Linked DNA regions of Mus musculus: regions 1 and 3 are each linked to region 2. The links are chromatin contacts, called in public targeted proximity ligation maps. All regions are on one chromosome and are shown on one strand. The core of a region is the stretch at or near the end of the contact, and the rest is flanking DNA. Distances in the headings are between cores, read along the strand shown.

Evidence for each region.
Region 1: a targeted proximity ligation map of bone marrow-derived dendritic cells shows a contact between it and region 2, with 2.4 times the contacts expected there. A contact is called at or near these places in 1 of 130 datasets of targeted methods (bone marrow-derived dendritic cells) and 1 of 9 other capture datasets (liver).
Region 3: a targeted proximity ligation map of large pre-B cells shows a contact between it and region 2, with 4 times the contacts expected there. A contact is called at or near these places in 1 of 39 promoter capture datasets (liver) and 1 of 130 datasets of targeted methods (large pre-B cells).

Annotation. Positions count from the first base shown.
Region 1 is chr19:6,296,057-6,299,733 of GRCm38.p6, reverse strand. Ehd1 (EH-domain containing 1) reads right to left here. Exons shown (of 5, transcript NM_010119.5): 4 at 2,037-2,201; 5 at 1-1,660. The coding sequence ends at 1,136. Among named protein-coding and RNA genes, the nearest start is that of Cdc42bpg, 8.6 kb to the left of the region's middle.
Region 2 is chr19:6,867,771-6,871,013 of GRCm38.p6, reverse strand. No RefSeq gene overlaps it. Among named protein-coding and RNA genes, the nearest start is that of Ccdc88b, 11 kb to the right of the region's middle.
Region 3 is chr19:6,155,880-6,159,283 of GRCm38.p6, reverse strand. No RefSeq gene overlaps it. Among named protein-coding and RNA genes, the nearest start is that of Batf2, 6.9 kb to the left of the region's middle.

The DNA of each region.
Region 1 (3,677 bases), core at 679-3,178, 570 kb after region 2:
GGGCTCTCAGGACACCCAGACCTCCTTGGCTCAGCAGAGGAGGAGAGGAAGGAAATGACAGGGCGAGGGAAGGGGCTGGGTTTTCCCCTGTCGTGCTGCATGGACACTACACCCAGGCCAGAGCCACAGGCTTCCTCTTACCAGCCCCAGACCACCCCAGGTCACAGGGCCTACTGCCTGTCCCAAGGCAGAGAGGGGCTCCAGGAAGCTGCCATAAAGGTTGACCTTGGGGCGGGGGTGGGGGGGCTACATTTCAGACCCCTCTGAGCAGAAGCTGGGATGACCTCCCCTCAGCCAGAAAGCAAACTCAAGCCCTAGGATGTCAGCTCTATGCTGGCTCTGGGGTGGAAATGCTCCAAGGCTGGAGTATAGGAAAGAGGAGACAAAAATCACAGTTTTGAACGAGTGATGTAAGTTACTCAAAGTCTTGGTCAAGTATCAAGTGTCACTACAGAACACTAAGTAGCTTATGCATTTTCCTAGACGTCATGGACTGTCTCGCAACTCCTCCTGCCTCCACAACAAATAACAGTGGTTGGGTCTTCTACCTGTGGCTGCTGTGCTGGCTGGGGTGTCAGGGGATGTGGACAGAGTAAGGTGTGCACCCCACAGCACAGCAGAGGACTGGAGCACAGAACACGGCTAGCAGGAAACAACCTGCTGCCCTTGAGGGAGCCCCAGTCTAAAAACAAGCTGAAGGAGCAGGGACCTCCTGCTTACACAGCCCTGGGGCATCGGGCACAGGGGTGCCAGGGTGGGGTGGAGAGGTGCCTGGCTTGGATAGGGGAGAGGATGAGTGTGGGGCTGTCAGACAGAAGAGGCAAGAAAGAAGGCTGCCTCTAATGTTATATATTAAAAATATCATGGTTCCTGTGCACAAAATCCCACTGTTCATATCCAAGCATCACCCATGCCTCCCGCTGAACCCCGGAACAGCTTTAAAAGAAAGATGGTGGTTTTCCTATTCAAGAGCTGAGGAAACACCGCTCAGTCTTTATGGACCTTGAAAAATGGTGACCCTTTCCCTCCCCCAATTTCTGCCCCTCCAGGCCCCAGCCCACCTGGGCAGACAAGGAGCTGGTGGGTAGAAAGTGGCAGCAGCCCTGGGGGTTGTAGGGTATCTCAGGCATGGAAGTCACTCGTGCCTCCGTTTGGAGGGTGGAATGAGATGTGGAGGAAGGTCAGCGGGCAGCTCGTGGCCCTCTAGCTTCACCTTGATAAGGTGGTTGGCCAGGGCAAACTCCTCGTCATCCAGCAGGCCATCCTTGTCCACATCTGCCAACTTCCAGATCTTCCCCAGCACTGTGTTGGGCAGCTTGGACTTCACCATCTCCTTCTTGGCATTAGCACCTGTGATCTTGCCGTTGACAGGAGACAGTGTGTAGAAGATCTCATCATAGGTGGGCTTGTCCTTGCCAACTACCCACTCAACATCATCAATGCCCTCGCCAGCCCCCTCGCCGTAGCCATGCCCAAAGGGCCCATTCATGGTGCCATCAAAAGCACCACCCTTCACAGCCTGTGAGGGCATCAGGGACTCCTCCTGGCGCACCATCACCATCAGCCGAGCTATATCGTTGGCCAGCATATCATCCACTGTATCCAGCAGCTTGGGCTTCAAGGCCTGGAACTTGCTGAAGTCCTGGGTCTGCAGGAGTTCCTGTGAGTGTAGAAGGAAGGAGAGGCCTAGATGGGGCAGTCTTCCAGACTCCAGACTGAGCTAGACTATCCAAGCAGGGGAGTGGGGCTTCCACCTACCAGTTCAGGCTACTGAGCTAGTGCCACAGGCCTGAGCTCCTCACTCTGCGTGAGGTCACAACTGCACTATCCCTGCTGGGCTATGAAGATTCACCAACAGCCATGCCCCACCCCAAAGCTGAGTCACCACATTCCCCTTTTTCGTGTCAGTGTCTCGACCTAGGTCAACTCTGACTCAGATAGGGAACTGGTGACTAACCCAGCTGCTTCCTTTTGTAGAGGCCCTGTTCTATAGAGCTGGGTACCCAGCCCCGGGCAGGCTGGCCTGGTGACTGTACCTGCATCTTACGCAGGCTTGGGAAGTCGCCGGAGGAGATCTGGTGCTCCCGCTCGATCTTCTGGTAGATCTCTCCCAGGTTGTTCACCAGCTCTTTCTTCTTGCTCTCTTTCCCGAAAACATTGGGCATCTCCTTCTTGAGGGAGCTGATGATGTAGGCATGGACCTGAGGGAGGAAGCAGTGGGCATCAGGGACTTGCTTGGCACGCTGCCCTCAGGGCTGTCAAGGCCTCCAGTGCCTCAAGCTCAGTGCTCGGGCAGGGGAGGAAAGGGTGCCTCTAACACGGCACAGAAGATGGACACTCCTTCTTGTTTTTGTTTTTCAAAACAGGGTAGCCCTTGCTGTCTTAGAACTCACTCTGTTGACAATGCTGGCCTCAAACTCAGAAATCCTCCTGCCTCTGCTTTTCAAGTACTGGGATTAAAGGTGTGTGCCACCACTGGCCTGGCAAAAACTATCTATCTATCTGTCTGTCTGTCTATCTTCTTTGTATATTGCTGTTTTGACTACATGTATGCCTGTGTGAGGGTTCTGGATCCCCTGGAGCTAAAGTTACAGACAGTTGGGGGTGCTGGGACTTGAGCCTGAGTGCTGCTAACTGCTGAGTCATCTCTCCAACCCATTCTTGTACAAGTCATGGTGACATTCTAGAGACAACGACTCTAGAGTCTGTCATAAGATGGGTGCTTAGAGGCACTCCCTTCTCATGCATCCAAATCTACTGTGGTCAGAGGAGGCTCAGAGGTTTGTCAAGAACTATGTGAGGACTGCAGAGAGTGGACTACAACGCAGTTCTGCCTGTTTTCTCCCCGAGCTGCCCCCTCCCGATAATAAAAGCAACACATTGCAGAGCCATAGAAAGTTGTGAATGAGCCTCTGCCAGACATATATCTGTACAGTACATGGGAAGTCCCAAGTAGAATCCCACTTGAGTGATATGCCATGTGCCATCAAAACAGGCCAGGATGACTCAAGATGGGGAAATTCCATCCAGAGCTCCCCTCAACACACCCACTGCTCCCTGCTCAGCCCGGGGCAGTCCTTTTCAATCCTGGGGTTGGCAACTTGGTTCTTCCAAGAAAGCTATGGCAGGCAGATCATACAAGCTCAGTCACACCTCTGTCTGCCTAAGCCAAGGAGTTACTTTCCCTCCAGGAAAAGCAGGCAGAGGGCTAAGAGCAGTGAGGAGGACACTGGAGACCAGAGGTTCCAGGCGTGAGGCCTGTGGCTGTGAGAGTTGAGTGCTGCCTGACAGTTCCCTAGGACCCTGGGCCAATTCTCATGATATTCTCATTGAGTTCCTTTCTCAGAACTGCTCAGCTCACAAGGTGGCCATACATGTCTAGACTTTTGGAGATACTGAAAACCCCCCAGCCTAGGACCCTGTAAAGACGATGGGAAATGCCATAGGCTGGCTGCCACCTGGCCAGGTACTTGAGAGTGACAATGGCTGATACTTGGCAGTAGTAAAGGACAAAACATCAGCCTTGGTTTCCTGACCAAGGCACCCCCAAATATTCCATGACTGGCCTTGAGCAGAGGTGGGGGCCTGGGATCTAGTGTAGGGACAGCAGCCTCCGCACTGCAAACAGCAGTGGGGACGGGATGGCTGGGAAGCACCTTCTCTGGCCTTGAGGGGAT
Region 2 (3,243 bases), core at 159-2,658:
TACATTGTGGGTTCTTTTCCTCCCGCCCTTTATCTCCCACCACCCCGTTTCACTTCCTAACACTAGACAGGAGAGAAAAAAGGATAGAGAGAAGGGAGGAGTTAGGAAAATCCCTGAATCTAATTTCTTTCTTTTTGTTTCTTTCTTGACCATGACTATTAACAAGCTACAACCAACTTCCCTAAAATGACCACTAACCAGCAACCCACCTACGGGGACCCTAGCATTTATGTAACTTCTGAAAAGTCCCCAGAATTGTAGATATCACACAGTCACAGAAATTATCTGCTGGCAAAACTATGCTTCTGCTAGAGCACGAGGCAAATCATAATCAGCTATTGTGGACAGTTGAAGCATGCAGAGAGCTCTTGGTGCTGCTTCAAGGATATTGGCAAGAATATTTGACATTGGCTTAGGACAAGAAAGTGGGCTCAAGATAAATACAGCTGAGGAAAGTGTTCCTTTTATCTTGATCATCTCAAAAGTCTGGATACAATGATTGCGGGACTTTTGTTTATACCTTGTTTTTCCTTGACCAAGAACTGACCCTTTGTTTTGCATGTACTTAAGAGTGATATAAAAGCAGCTTGGGAAAAAATAAACCTGCTTTGGTGCTTGTTAGAGTTATACTATCATCGTGTCTAACTGTCTTTTCTTTCTTTAATCCTCGATCCCTCCCTGGAGACCTTGTTGACTGACTGAGTGGGCCGGGTCAGGTGGTTACCACAATGTGAGGGCTCAGTGAAGGACATCTCAGGAATTGGAAGCCAGTGCATAAGAAAATAAAGAAAATCTGGGCCAGTGGTGAGTAAACCCTGTGTAAGATGGGCAGGGTAATAGAATGCTTTTTGTACATATGCTCAGAGGCTAAAATCTAGAGGAGTGAAAATAAGTCAAAAACAGCTTACCCAGTTTCTGCTTTTTATAGAAATTTGTCCCTGGAGAGGCCCATTGGACACGCAGACTTTATGTGCCCCAGTACAGGGGAACGCCAGGGCCAAGAAGGGGGAGTGGGTGGGTAGGGGAGTGGGGGTGGGTGGGTATGGGGGACTTTTGGTATAGCATTGGAAGTGTAAATGAGCTAAATACCTAATAAAAAATGGAAAAAAAATAAATAAAAACTCAGAACTAAAAAAAAAAAAAAAAAAAAAGAAATTTGTCCCTGGTTCCCTGAGGAAGATATGATAAATTTACAGACATGGAAGAAAGCAGGAGAGAGGATGACAGGGTACTTACTATCCAACACATGGTCCTGAAAAAATTCCCATAGACAGAGAGAGTTTAGACGTGAGAGGGAGAAGTGGGTTTCAGTCACCCCCCTCCCGGAAGTGTTTCACGCTTTGGTGAAAGAGAAGGAAAGTGAAAGTAAGCTGTTCCCAGCGCTCTCCTAGGGTCAAGAGGAGGTCAGGAGACGTCCTGCCTGCTTCCTCTCTGCCTAGTCCTCTGGCTTCCTCTCTGCCTAGTCCTCTGGCTTCCTCTCTGCCTAGTCCTGGTTCTGGGTCCCTTTGGTGAGACATCTGGTTCTCTTCCCTCTTTGGCTAATGTCTATCTTTGGAGTGCCAGTCTGTCCATGCCTGTCAGTTTATGTCTGTGGTTTCATTTTGTTTCTTGATTGTTGCTCTGTGTTTCATAAACTTCTCTGTGAGGAAGCTGTTTCTCCTACAAAAATCTGACTGTGACTATTGGGTTTAGAAGGTGACAAGGTGTTCCTCTCTTGAAATTACAGCTAGAACTGGGTAGTGGTGGCACATGCCTTTAATCCCAGCACTTGGGAGGCAGAGGCAGGCGGATTTTTGAGTTCGAGGCCAGCCTAGTCTACAGAGTAAGTTCCAGGACAGTCAGGGCTACACAGAGAAACCATGTCTTGAAACAACAACAACAAAAGAAATTACAGCTAGAAAAAAAACTAAGAAAATTCTGTCTGTCTAACCTAAATATGTAAATATGGGTAGCTGCTACATGTTTTTTTTCTGACTGGTCCTAAATGTATAAATATGTTCTGCATGTGGTTACAGATTATTGGCTTATAAGTTATTGGGTATGGTTAAAATTTTGTAACATTGGCAACAGAAAGTTGGCTTAAAACTGGGAACTCAGGCTGGAGAGATGGCTCAGCGGTTAGAGTACCAACTGCTCTTCTGAAGGTCCTGAGTTCAAATCCCAGCAACCACATGGTGGCTCATAACCATCGTAATGAGATCTGATGCCCTCTTCTGGTGTGTCTGAAGACAGCTACAGTGTACTTACATATAACAATAAATTTCCTTAAAAAAAAAAAAGGAACAGTGTTTCTACTGGGGAAGGTCGTCAATAAATTAAAAACAAAACAACCCCCCCCCCCAAAAAAAAAACCTGGAAACTCAGGGTTGGAGTCATTTTGGGCAACAGAACACATGGCATGAGCCAACCCAGGGAAATATGTCTCTAAATTGGGATAATATGTAATTTCTTTTTTTAAATTGGGTATTTATTTCATTTACATTTCCAATGCTATCCCAAAAGTCCCCCACACGCTCCCCCACCCAATATGTAATTTCTGTCCTAGAAACCGGACTTATAAAAGATAGAATTTAAAACAATGTTTCTTTAATGAGGTATTAGAAGTTGCACTGTCATGCATTCATATACAAGAACTGGCACCAAACTTTGTAACATGAAAATAATGCACTTGGTATTGATTTTAGAGAGACTCGATTGTTTACACTGTTAAAAATTGGTTTTGTCTTCCAAAATTATGGTTATGCTCTGATATTGCAAAAGAAACTTTTAAAAATTATTGTTAAATATATATAAAGCTAATGGAACATTGGCAGTTTACAATTCAATCCCAAGCATTTTAATTCCCCTTCGGTTGTCTTCTTAATATGAACTTAAAGATACTTCCCACCATGCTAAAACCATCTCTGTTCAATCTGTAGATCCAGCCTTCTGGATCAAGCAAAAAATGTTCTGTGCCTTGTAATCCAAACCAATAGTTTTTACTAGGTCTCAGAGTCATGAGTCTACTCCTGTTGTCTACCAGACCCCTGTTTACTATATTTCTAACTCACATGTCTTCAAGGACAGAGAGACCACAGAGCTCTAAAAAATCAGTTACATAAAACAGAATTTATTTTGACCTTGGATGCTAAGGAAATCTCTGCTGCTGAGTGTTTATGGCACCTTACAACTCGGCATACTTATGTCTAGGTGAAATGGAAGGATCCACTTACCGGCATATGGCATGGTCCCCATTGGGGATTA
Region 3 (3,404 bases), core at 629-3,128, 710 kb after region 2:
GCGCAGGTAAAACCAGGTCATCAGTTTCAAAACAGAAAACAATTTTAGAATGAGCCAGTATGAAGCAGGGTTGAGGTTTATTAAACTTACAGTCAGTGAGATGGTTCAGAGAGTAAAGATACTCGCTGCCAAGCCTAGGATCGAAAGCTATATTCCCAGGACCCACATGGTAGGAGAGGACCAATTCTACAACGTTGTTCTGTGTCTTCCACATGTGCAGAATGTGCCATGGAATGTGTCCCCGCATGTGGGTACAGGCGCGTGCGCATGCACACACACACACACACACACACAGATTCATACAATAATAAATAAATGCACGGAACCACATTTTATTTAGAGATTTGTATGTGTACCTGCACAACTTCATATGCACCACGTGTGCACAGGTGCCCTCAAAAGCCAGATGGCCTGGAGTTCCAGGCCGCTGTGAGTCACTTATGTGGGTGCTGGGAATGGAGCTGTCCTCTGTGAGGACAATAATTGATCTTAACTGCTGAGCCATCTCTCCAGCCCCACATATAGCAAATGTTTGTGTTGTTCTTGCTTCTCAGCTGGCAAGAAGCAACTAGAATCCAGGGTAAAGTGTGCCTTTCTTTTTCATGTCCCATAGTTTTCTCTTTCTGTCTTGCCTAAGGAGGATAGTCGCATGTTTAAGCCAGCCTGTGCTACCTAACAGGATCCTATGCCCCTCCCTCCAATTTTCCAGGGTGCAAGAAAAGAAAGGATTTATATATTTAATGAAAAAGTCAGTAGTGGCTCACACCTTTAGTCCCAGCACTTGGGAAACAGAGGCAGGCAAATCTCTATGAATGGTCAGCCTGGTCTACAGAGTGAGTTCCATGACAGCCAGGGATACACAGAGAAACCCTGTCTCAAAAAAAAGGGGGTGGGGGGAGCTGCGTTGCATGTGCGCGTGTGCACACACACACACACACACACACACACACACACACTTGTGGGCCTGGCTATACTCTAACAAGCAGCCCACAAGCAGCAGCAGCTTAGCGGCACTGGGAGGGGGGAGTCCTCACTCACTTTCTCAATAGGTACGACAATTTCTCCCCAGGCTTTTCTCTCCTTGGTCTGACTTGAGTCTCTTGTGCATTCTTGCTATCAATGAGATGGGCGTAGCCAGGGTCCCAGGCTCGCTCTTTGGCAGGAGCTGGGGTTCACCTTCTCTAAATCACAGGGACAAGAACTGAGGAAGTGGTTAGCCCCACGGCCATCAGGATGCTGCCAGAAGGGCAAATGGTGAGTGGGTCCTGGCAGGATCCTAGGCTAGAGCAATCACACACGAGGAATCTAGGGAGCTTCACTCGCCAGGAAATCCTTTTTCTCCCAGCCCCAGGGTGACCCAGACTCTTTGTTGTTCGTTGTTGGGTCTCACACAGCCCAGACTGACCTCATCTTAGCTATGCAGCGAAGGATGGCCTGGAGTGCTTTTAAAAATTTTTTTGTTTTCTGTGCATTTGTGTTTTGCCTGCAAATATGTCTGTACGCCCCTACATTCCTGGTACCCAAGAAGGCCAGAAGAGGACCTTCTGGAATTAGAGTTACAGATGTTTGTGAGCCACCATACGGATTCTGGGAATTGACTCTAAAGGAGCAGCAGTCAGTGCCCTCAACTGTCAAGCCATCTCTCCAGCCCCAGCTCTTGAATTTTGGATCCTCCTTCCAAGTACTGAAGCATGTGTCACCTGTCCCTGCAGGGACTTTTATCCTGACCCATTTCTTCCCATTCCTTACCATCAGCCAGAATTGGGAAGCAAGGTGTTGAGTCATCCACACACAGGAAGGCAAAGGCTTGCGGAGCGGAACGATTCTAGGCAGATTGCTGGTCAGGGAATAGGGAAGCAACTCCTGGGGACCATAAGCCAGGAAGGGCCACTTTCAGTTTCAGCACACTAGTCACGGATGGCTAATGAGAAGGCCTCCCATGGGGTAGGTAACAGCAGTTCTATGTGGTTCTATGATGTCACCCCTGTCCCTGTCATCGGTCCTTTCCTGGTGGTGGGCCCTGCCACTTGAGAGGAAGTGGGAGATGGTACACCCGGGTGCTCAGCAGAGCTGAGCTCTCTGCAGAGCCCTCTGCTGCCCAGGACACATTGCCTGCACTTTGCTGTGGTTTCCTTAAATCGCATAGATTTCCAGGAAGGTCACTGGAACCTCTGGAGGAGGGCAGGAAGTTTAAATAATAAACAGCAGAGCTGTGGAGGTGGTGGCTGCGACCCCAGCTCTTAGATTCTCTCTCCCAAAGCCTTTTTGCCTTTGTGACCTTGGCCAAGGCCTAGTTTCTCTGGGCTTCAGTTTTCTTGTCTATAAAATGAAAATCCTACCCAGGAGAAGCAGTGCATGCCTTTAATCCCAGCACATGGGAGAGCTTTGTGAGTTCGAGACCATCCTGGTCTCTACAGAGTGAGTTCCAGAACTGCCAATGCTACACAGAGGAATCCTGTCTTGAAAAACCAACCAGCCAGCAAACAAACAAACAAATAAATAAATGAAATGAAATTCCCCTCTCTGTGCCAGAGCTACGATCATGACTGAAGCTACACACGGATGGTGGTCACTGGTGTGCTCGGGAAGAGTGAGTCTCCTTGTTCTTGTCCTTGGAAAGCAGCCAGCGAGGGGCAAGGGGCAAGGGGCAAGGGGCAAGCAACCAGAGGCCCGGCTGGAGTGGAATGAAGACTGCCCTTTCCAGGGAGGCCAGCAATTCCCAGGGCCCAACACAAGAGGCTGCTGTCAGCCAACCCAGCACCTCAGACGGTGCCAAGAGGGTAGGGATGGACTCGGAAGCATCTGGGCTAGGCTGGTAGAGAGGTGGTCACCCCAGAGGACCCTAGAAATTGTCTATCTAGCCCCTGCAAAGACTTTCATCCGGACCCATTTCTTTCCATTCCTTGCCATCAGCTAGAACTGAGCAGCAAGGTCTTGAGAGTCATCCACACACAGGAAGGCAAAGGCTTGCTGAAGGGAACCATTTTAGGCAGCTGATTGCTGGTCAGGGACTGGGGAAGCAACTCTTGAGGACTTATATAAGCCAGGGAGGACCAGTTACGAAATCTCCTGGCTTTATAGCTGGGGAAACTGACGGTCAGTAAGAGGAGGCGACTTCAAGTCAAAGCCAGAGAGGGAGTCAGATCTCCCAGAGTTGGAGATACAAGTGGTTAGAATCCATACACCCATCATGGGTATTGGGAACTGAACTCGGGTGCTCTGTGGCTTCAGTAAACACTCCTAACCACTGAGCCATCTCTCCAGTTGCTTTACCTTGGTCTCAGTACAGGTCTCTCACCGAGACTGGACTTCGCCCATTAGGCTGAGCTAGATGACCAGTAGGCCTCTGGATAAGTGTCACCAGGCCCTATGAGGTTTTAGTTTGCTTGGGTTTTTTGTTTTGT